2 separate regions of the Canis lupus genome follow, and region 1 is linked to region 2. Evidence: chromatin contacts called from public Hi-C data. All regions are on one chromosome and are shown on one strand. The core of a region is the stretch at or near the end of the contact, and the rest is flanking DNA. Distances in the headings are between cores, read along the strand shown. Region 1 holds the start of PJA2 (E3 ubiquitin-protein ligase Praja-2). Region 2 holds the start of MAN2A1 (alpha-mannosidase 2).

The links. Hi-C and Micro-C count contacts between places; a contact is called where the count stands out from the background.
Region 1: a contact with region 2 is called in a Hi-C map of blood, with 3 times the contacts expected there. The contact joins the promoter of PJA2 here to the promoter of MAN2A1 in region 2. A contact is called at or near these places in 3 of 9 Hi-C or Micro-C datasets (amygdala and blood).

What each region holds. Positions count from the first base shown.
Region 1 is chr3:2,731,640-2,735,659 of UU_Cfam_GSD_1.0, reverse strand. It overlaps PJA2 (E3 ubiquitin-protein ligase Praja-2), which reads right to left and starts at 2,525. Exons shown (of 10, transcript XM_038532170.1): 1 at 2,379-2,525. LOC102155937 (a long non-coding RNA gene) reads left to right here and starts at 3,479. Exons shown (of 9, transcript XR_005356539.1): 1 at 3,479-3,625.
Region 2 is chr3:2,502,718-2,507,020 of UU_Cfam_GSD_1.0, reverse strand. MAN2A1 (alpha-mannosidase 2) reads left to right here and starts at 1,718. Exons shown (of 22, transcript XM_038532169.1): 1 at 1,718-1,852. The coding sequence starts at 1,718. It overlaps LOC119870980 (a long non-coding RNA gene), which reads right to left and starts at 2,058. Exons shown (of 3, transcript XR_005356543.1): 1 at 1,959-2,058.

The sequences.
Region 1 (4,020 bases), core at 1,276-3,775, 230 kb before region 2:
TACGTTATAAAAAAAATGAAAAGAAAGCCAGAAAGGTGTGAACACTTCTAGGTAATCACCAACTCAAAAGTGATTAGATTCATGATAAACAAAAAAAAAAAAATCCGTAAGTTTTCCTATAACCAGAAAGAGAGAGAAAATGTTCCTGCAAGTTTCTATCCACCAGAGCAAATCACATCACACTCTAGCCAGGATTACTAGGAAGGAATGCCATAGTATGGGGGGCGGGGACACAACTACTATAAAACCCAAACTAAGGATATAAAGCCAGATGTGAATAAAAGGGAAAGACACACCATACACGCACATATTCTGGGGGAGAGGCTCAGTATTACAAAGGTCAGTTTGCCCCAAATCCATCTAAAATTTCAATGTCACATTCAAAAAAAGAAAATAAAAAACTAAGGATTTTTAAAAATTTGTAAGTTGCATCTAAAGTTCATCTGGGGAAGAAATGCATAAGAAACAGTCAAGAATAATTCTGGAAAGAGGGAAAAACGGTCATCAAAATTTAAAACATGCATACCATTTAACGCAGGAACTCCATTTGGAGGGAATCTATGCTCCAGAAGTGATCACACACAGAGGACGTTTCCCTAACAGGTGACTTTTAGAATAAAGGCAGGACCAGAAGGGGAAGTGGGTGCTGCACTATTTACCTTACGTTCATTCCTCCAACTGTTGGAATTTTTTTAAAAAATTTTAAGGTTTAAAGTGTGCAACTAAAAACTAATCAATGCATTAAAAAGTTGTCTTCAAATAAAGCAGTATTTGACAGCGAAAAGAAACTAATCGAATGTCTTTCAATAGGTCAAATAATCCCAGCTCCTCCAAACCAATGAAATACCGCTTACCCTTAACAAAGTTATCAGAGAGAGCCCTAAAGAACAAACCAAGGTGGGCCAGACACGTGGGCAGGTGAGAGGAAGGAGGGACGCAGCGAGGTGTTTGGTATTCCTCCCGCCTCGCCCCTGAACCCCGACTTTATATGTATGTGTTTAAAAATGCGTTTCTAAAAATGCCCAGTAAATGGCTAACTTCAGAGACTGGAGTAGGACAGGAGGATGACAAGTGTCCAAGTCTTGCTCCATAGGCCTTTTCCTTATATTGTCCAATTTTACATCGAGCTTGCGTGTCTGGGGCCAATATTCAGGACTTAGAGTCATCTCCTATAAAAATGGGATGGATGCTATGAGACAAAAAACAAAACACAAAAAAACCTACAAATCGTTAACACGCTTCTTTCTGTTATTTTCATATTTATTGACATGCTCTTGGAATGATCTGGAGTCCTCGGCAGAGGGGACTGCCATTTTAAGGAAATTTGACCAAATAGGTCATGATAAAAAAAAAAAAAAAAAAAGCAAATACAGAAAGCCTTAAAAAAAACAAACCTACATAAACATAAAGTTCACAGAGGCAGCAGACTCAAAGCAGGGCCCGTGCATACGGGAAGCAAAAAAAAAAAAAAAAAAAAAAAAATTTAATGCCTGGCGAGGGAAGTCTCCTCAACAGATTATTCTTCCTTTTTGCAAAAAAAAAAAAAAAAAAAGAGTATTTTACGTCCTCCCTTTTTTCTTCAACTTGGTCCTCGGGCGGCTTTAAACTCGGCATTTCGAAGGTGCGCAAAATGATTTAGCAAGCAGCCATCCGCGGGAGGCCGGCCTCCAGGCGGCGGGCGGCGGGCGGGGGAGCGCGGCCTGACACTGCGAGCGGCGGGGGCACCGGGGGGCACGGGGGGGCACGGGGGGCACCGGGGGGGGAGCTGGGGAGAAGCTGGGGGGCGGGGGGGCACCGACGGGAGCTGGGGGAGCATGGGGGGGCACGGGGGGGAGCGGGGGAAGCACTGGGGGAGCTAGGGGGAGCACCCAGGGGAGCACTGAAGGGAGCACCAAGGGGAGATGGAGGGAGCTGGGGAGCACGGAGGAGCACCGGGGGAGCACCGGCGGGAGCACGGGGGGAGGAGCTGGGGGAGCACGGGGGGGGCTCGGGGGGGCACGGAGGGAGCACCGGCGGGAGCACGGGGGGAGCTCGGGGGGACGGGCCGCGCGGGGGTCGGCGCGGCCGAGGGCCCCGGGAGGCGGGCCGGCCCGGCGGGGAGCGGCCGCAACGGCAGGCGGGGCGGGGGCGGCGGGGGCTCCGCGGGCCGCCGGGCAGCACTCGGCGGCGGCGGGGGCCGGGGCGGGGGCCGGGGCCGGGCCCGTGGCGCCGCCAACCCCACCCACCATGGCCGGCGGCGGACGCAGGCCCCGCGCCTCCCGCGCCTCCCCCGCCCCCCCGCGCCCCCGCCGCGCCGCCGCCGCCGCCCTCGCCCCGACCCCCGCGCTCCCCGCACCACTACAGCTCGGCCTGAGGAAAGAAAAGGAAATACGGCTCACCCTACAGTGCAGCGGCCCCGCAGCGACGGCAGCGCCCGAGCCTCAGCGCCACCACCGCCTTCTTCTCCGCCTCCGACTCCTCCCCCGCGGAACGCGCAGCGGCGGCAGCGGCGGCGGCGGCGGCGGCGGCGGCGGCGGCGGAAGCAGAGGCGGCGGCGGCCGCGCGTCCCGCCCCCAGCGCCGCGGCGGAGGCGGAGGAGGCGGGCACGCAAGCCCCGCCCCCGGGCGGTGCCGGCCAATCGGCGCCCAGGGCCTCTGCAGGAAAAGTCCACGCGCCCAATGGGGACCCGGGGAGTGGGCTCACGTCACCGGTTGGGACGTGGCAGAGAAAGGGGAAGGGACTCGGCCCGAGCCGGCGCCGCAGACCGCCCCGGGCCAGGAGGGCGCCGCCGATTGGCCGGCGGGCGGGAGGCTGCGGCTGCGCTCCCCGGCCCGGCCGAGGCCCCTGCGGCACTGCGACGCGCGGGGTGGGGCGGGGCGGGGCGGCGCGGGGCGGGGCGGGCTCGGCGCGCGGCCTTTTGTGGTTCGGGCCGCGAGACAGGGCGGGGCCTCCGCGATGGGGCGGGAGCGCCCGGGCTGCAGGGACCCCGACGCCGCCCCGGCCGCGCGCTCCCGCTCAGCGCTAAGCCGCGGAGGCCTGGGCGCCCGGGTGACCGGCTCGGGCTGGAGGCCAGCGCGCTGCCGCTCGGAGCCGGGCGGGGCGACAGCGAGCGCGGGCACGGCCGCCCCCCGCCCCCCCTCCCCGCGCGCTCCGCGGGCCCCGCCCCCACCCCCCCCCACCCCACCCCAGCCCCCCCTGCGGGGACGCTCGGCCGCCGCGCATCCGCACCAGGTGGGGGGGCGGGGGCGGGGCACTCGGCCTCCCAACCCCTCCCGGCCCCCCCCTCCCCCCCCCCCTCCTCCCCTCCCTCTGCCCCGCCCCCTCCCCGCGGGGACGCTCCGGCCGCCGCGCATCCCTCCAGGTTGGGGGAGGCGGAGACGGGGCACTCGGCCTCCCGCTCCCTCCCCATCCCCTCCCCATCCCCTCCCCATCCCCTCCCCTCCCTCCTCGGCCTCGCCTCTCCCCTCCCCCTCCCCGCGGGGACGCTGCGGCCCCCTGCGCCCCCCGCCCAGGTGGGGACGGGGCACTCGGCCTCCTGCCAGCCCCCCTCCGCCCCCAGCCCGGTCCTGACCCCCCTCCCACTTTGCACCGGGAGGCTCGGGGGCTGTGCAGCCCAGAAGGACCAGCTCCCATCACCTGCCCGACGGTAAATACAACAGCTGTAGTCCCGGGGCCTTCTGCTTAACTTAAACACGGGTAACAGTTGACTGAATCATGCCGTGATGCTCAGTGGTTTCTTCGGCCCGCACACCTCCTTTTTTTTTTTTAATTTTGTTTTTCCCCCCCCTCTCCTGAACGTGTCTGCTTCTCCGGTTACGGTCCTGCTCTCCTCCCACCTTAGTCCCCAACCCAGCCCCCTCCGCCCCACCACGTACCCGCCCGGGGCTCGGGTATATTGATCGCATCCCTCTCCCCAAGAACGAAGAGCCCCACTTCTTTTTTTTTTTTTTTATAGAAAGACTATTTATTTATTTATTTTTTGATAATAAATTTATTTTTTATTGGTGTTCAATTTGCCAACATACAGAATAACACCCTGTG
Region 2 (4,303 bases), core at 469-2,968:
ACTTACAGGTAAAGCTTAAGAGAAATAAAAAGGCTTAAGCCACATGATTATAGACCCTAACAGGATGAATGGGGGAAGACGGCCCTAGAGAACATACAAACAGGGGTTCTAAGGAGCTGCCCTCGTAAGGAACCCCAGGGCTGGTGGGGGTGTGTGTGGAGCTCCCCAAGAGGAGCCGCCCAACCCCTCCCAGACCCTCCTGGGGAGTCGGCTCCCTGGGGCTCAGCGAAGGGCAGCCCAGCAGCACCTGCGGAGCCCCGCCCTGGGGAACCTCTATGAACCTGGCCTCTGGGAAGCCCGGGGGTGGGGTGGGGGAGCTCCCTCCGCAGGAGCAGCAGCGTTAGCGGTGAGGAGGGAAACCTGGGCCCGGGCTCGCCGCGGTGCACCTGCCCACACCTGCCCGCACCTGCCTGCACGCAGGCCGGCCGCCGAGCAGCAAGCAAGCAGCAGGCGCAGCCGGGCTTCCCGGAGCGGCTCTCCGGCGCCCTCTCCCGGCACAGCTGCGGCGCGGCGGGCGAGGGGAGACTTACTCGAGCGGGCCCAGCTGCATTTGCTCGGCGCAGTCAAGAAGGGCGGGCAGCCCGGGGCGGGGGGGCCGCGGCCGTGGGGAGGTCCGCGGGGGCAGCGCGGGCGGGTCCGACTGCACGCGAGCGCGCGCTCCGGGGGTGCCGCTGAGGCCGCAGCAGGCGCGCCAGGCCCGGGGCGGAGGGAAGGAAGCGGGAGAAGGCCCGCCCCCATCCCCCACCCCCGTCCCCATCCCCCATGCCCCTCCCTCCCCGGGGCCGCCGCCGCCGCCGCCGCCGCACAAAAGCCGTCCGAGGTCTGCTCCCCGCCGGGGCGCTGGGGGCGGGGCCTAGGAGCGGCGCGCCGTGATTGGCCGCCTCAGGCCCCGCCCCCGGCCGACGCGTCGGAGGGGGCGGGGCCAGCCGCCTGCTCGGCTGCGGGGCTGCGGGCGCCCATTGACCCGGCAGCCGCCTCGCCGCGGCTGCTTCCTCCTGCGCGGCGGGCGGAGGGCGGAGGGCGGGAGCCGGGGACGCGGCGCACCTTCCTTCCGCGGCGGCCGCCGCCATCGTCCGCTGCGTGCGGGGCGGGAAGCGGGCGCGGGCCTGCTGGGGTCTCGTGCTCGGCTCGGGGGCGCTGCTTCCGCTCGCTTCGCCGCCCGCCTCCCCCTGCGCCCTTCATTCCCCCCGCGCAGCCCGGTCCCGTTTCTGGAGAGGCAGTGGCGGTGGCCGTGGGGCGGGCGCGGTGCGCGTCCCGCCGAGCCGCGGTTCCCCTCGCCGCCGGCATCAGTCCTCGGCGCACCCCTGCGCACCCCGGTCCGGTTGCCTGGGTCGGGCCGTCACGCGGCGCTAAGTTGCGCTTCCCGGCCGCTTCCCGCTTCCCCGCGTCCCCCTCCGCCCCCGCTCCCGCCGCTCCCGCCGCCGCTGCCCGGAGCCCTCAGCCCGCTCGCCCGGGGACCCGCCCGCCCTCCTGCCCGAAAACTTTTCCTGCCGCCCCGGCGCGGGCGGCGGCGCCAGGAAGTGCGGTCGGCGGCCGCTCCCCGCTCCCGGGCCAAGTTTGCGGGGCCCCCGGGGCTGCAGGCCGGTCCCGCCCAGCCAGGGCCGCCCGGCCGAGCGCGCGGGGAGCCGCACCCGCACCCGCACCGGTACCGGCACCCGCAGCCGCAGCCGCCCGGGGCGCAGGACGGTGCCCGGGCCCCGCGTCCATCGAGGAAACCATGAAGTTGAGCCGCCAGTTCACCGTGTTCGGCAGCGCGATCTTCTGCGTGGTGATCTTCTCGCTCTACCTGATGCTGGACCGGGGTCACCTGGACTACCCCAAGGGCCCGCGCCGCGAGGGCTCCTTCCCCCAGGTGAGCCCCGGGCCCCGCCGCCGGGCGTGGGCTGCCCCGGCCGCCCCGCCGCGCCCCCGCGCCCCCGAGCCCCCGCCGCCCCGCGCCCCGGCCCGGAGAGCTCGACCTGGGGCGCGGAGGGGGGCCCGAGCCGCCGCCTCCCCGCTCCGCTGCGCCCGGACGACGGCGGCCGCCCCCCGGGGGAGCCCCCTCCTCCGCGTCCTCCGCCCTTCTCCCCCTCCCTCCCCCCCTCCTCCCCGTCCTCCTCCCTCCATGGTCTCCTCCCCCTCCTCGTCCTCCTCCCTCCATGGTCTTCTCCTCCTCGTCCTCCTCCCCCACCCCCTCCTCCTCTCTCCCCGTCCTCCCCCGTCCTGCTGCTCCTCCCCCCTCTCCCTCCCTGCCCCCCTCCTCCAGCCCCCTTCCTTCCTCCTCCTCCCCCTCTCCCTCCTCGTCCTCCTCCTCCCCCCCGCTGCAGCCCTCCGTCCTCCTCATCCTCTCCCTCCTCCCTCCTCCTCCTCCCCTCTCCGCCCCCCTCCTCCTCCAGCCCCCCCCCTCCTCCTGCTCCGCCCCCCTCCACCTCCTCCTACCCAGGGGCGGTGGCCCCGGTGCCCGCGCTCGCCCCGGGGCCCGTGGGGTGGCGGCGCGCACCTGCCGGACCCCCCCACCCCGGGGGCGGCCGCGGAAACGGGGTCCCGCACACCCCCGTCGGCTCCGCGGCGCCTCTCTCCACGGTCTGGAGGAGGAAGCAAAAGTTTATTCCCCGCGGCAGAGCCCGGGCTGGGGCCGGGGCCGGGGCCGGGCCGGGGTCGGGGGCTGGGGCCGCTGCCCGGGGCTGCTGTGCGGCCGCCGGGGGCCCGCTGCCGGGGCGCTGCCATACCCCGGCCCGAAGCTGCGGGGCGCTCGGCCTGCGCCCTGGGGCGCGCGCTCCCTGCTCGCGGAACCACCCGCCCGAGGTCTCTCCTGTACACGAAGTTGCTCAAAATAAGCAAGCAGGCACCGGTTCTGTCTGCAAGGATGCGCTGTCAGGGCCTTGACCCATCATGACCTGTGCTCTCCAGAAATCCTCGTAAAACTGGGTGCCCTGTGATCACCCTCTGGGGTGAATGGACCTGCAGGACTCCAAACCGGCTCCATCTCACCACTTGATCCAGACATACTGCACAAGTTGCCTGGGTCTGTCTTTTTTTTTTTTTTTGGTGGCAGTGTAAGCGACCAGAGAGCCTCCTTGCCATTCGCTGTCGTGATGTGCGAGGGCACAAGGCCGCAGTTTAACGCAAACTAAACTCCTAAACTGTGTCAGAGTTCTGAAAGTGAAAAATGACCTCATGGTGGATGCCCGTGGTCCCTCCGGAGCCCTCAAAGTACCTCGCAGGTGGAAAGTATTACAGATGTTGTTGTAAACATGTCTCAACATTGTTAAAAGCTTTTTCTTCTCTATTAGTATGATACAGAAGCTACAGTGAGGTAAGCACCGTGGGATGTTTCTAAGGCTTCACTTTATGGAGTTTGCCCAGTGCTTGTTACTGAGAGGGAATGGAAGTTAAAAATGGGGTAACCGCCCTCGGAAGCCATACCCAAAGGAATGCTAAGCCCTGCTAATTAATAGGTTGTATAATTTGGTGGCTCAACTTGCTCTGATCCTCTGCCCCCCCCATCACATTTTCCGAATTTTCTTCATTACAAGAAAAAAAAGCTGATTTATTTAAGCCGTTAGCTTATTTTAAATAACGTCCTTTGGCTCTGGTGTGATGATCACTTGGAAATGATTTATGCAAACATCTGGGGCTGGGGTTCTCTGGCAACCTTGACATTTTACTGTTACTAAAGACGTGAGTGACTCAGTTACTGGGAAATCGTAGGCAAAGTTAATTCCAATATTTTAATATCCAGCCTTGGTCCTCCTCGAGGGGCTTAAGTTCTGCATAGAGCAGAATGCAGTTGATGGAAAGTGACAGTGGCTGCTGGAAGAGCAGGCTCTGGTCTGTATTCTGGTTTGTGGGCGAGGGGAGAGGATTTGGAAGGTGGAGCTTTTTTATGCTTAATTAAGGTGACCACTGTCAGGTTTTTCAGGGCTGCGTTTTCGGTTCAGGAAGAAAGCACTTTTTTTTGCTGATAAGAGTTTTGGAGAGACACTGAATCCCCAAACAGATGGGACAGAGTAAACCCTCTGTAAGCCTAACTCCTATGCAGGACAGCAACCTATGTGTCGTACAGGACAAACTCTATTCCCACCATCTGGTAGTTGGGGAAACCGAGGCACAGATATATATATATGTGTGTGTGTGTGTGTGTGTGTGTGTATATATATATATATATATATATATATAATTTTTTTTTTTTAACTTGCCCAAAGTCCCACTACTAAGAGCTGAGGGTTGAACAGGTGGCCTTTGGAGTCTAGGCTTTCAGCCATTATGCTATGCTAATAATTCCTTGCCTACTTTTTAGGTCCCAGTTGGCCTGCAGAAAAGA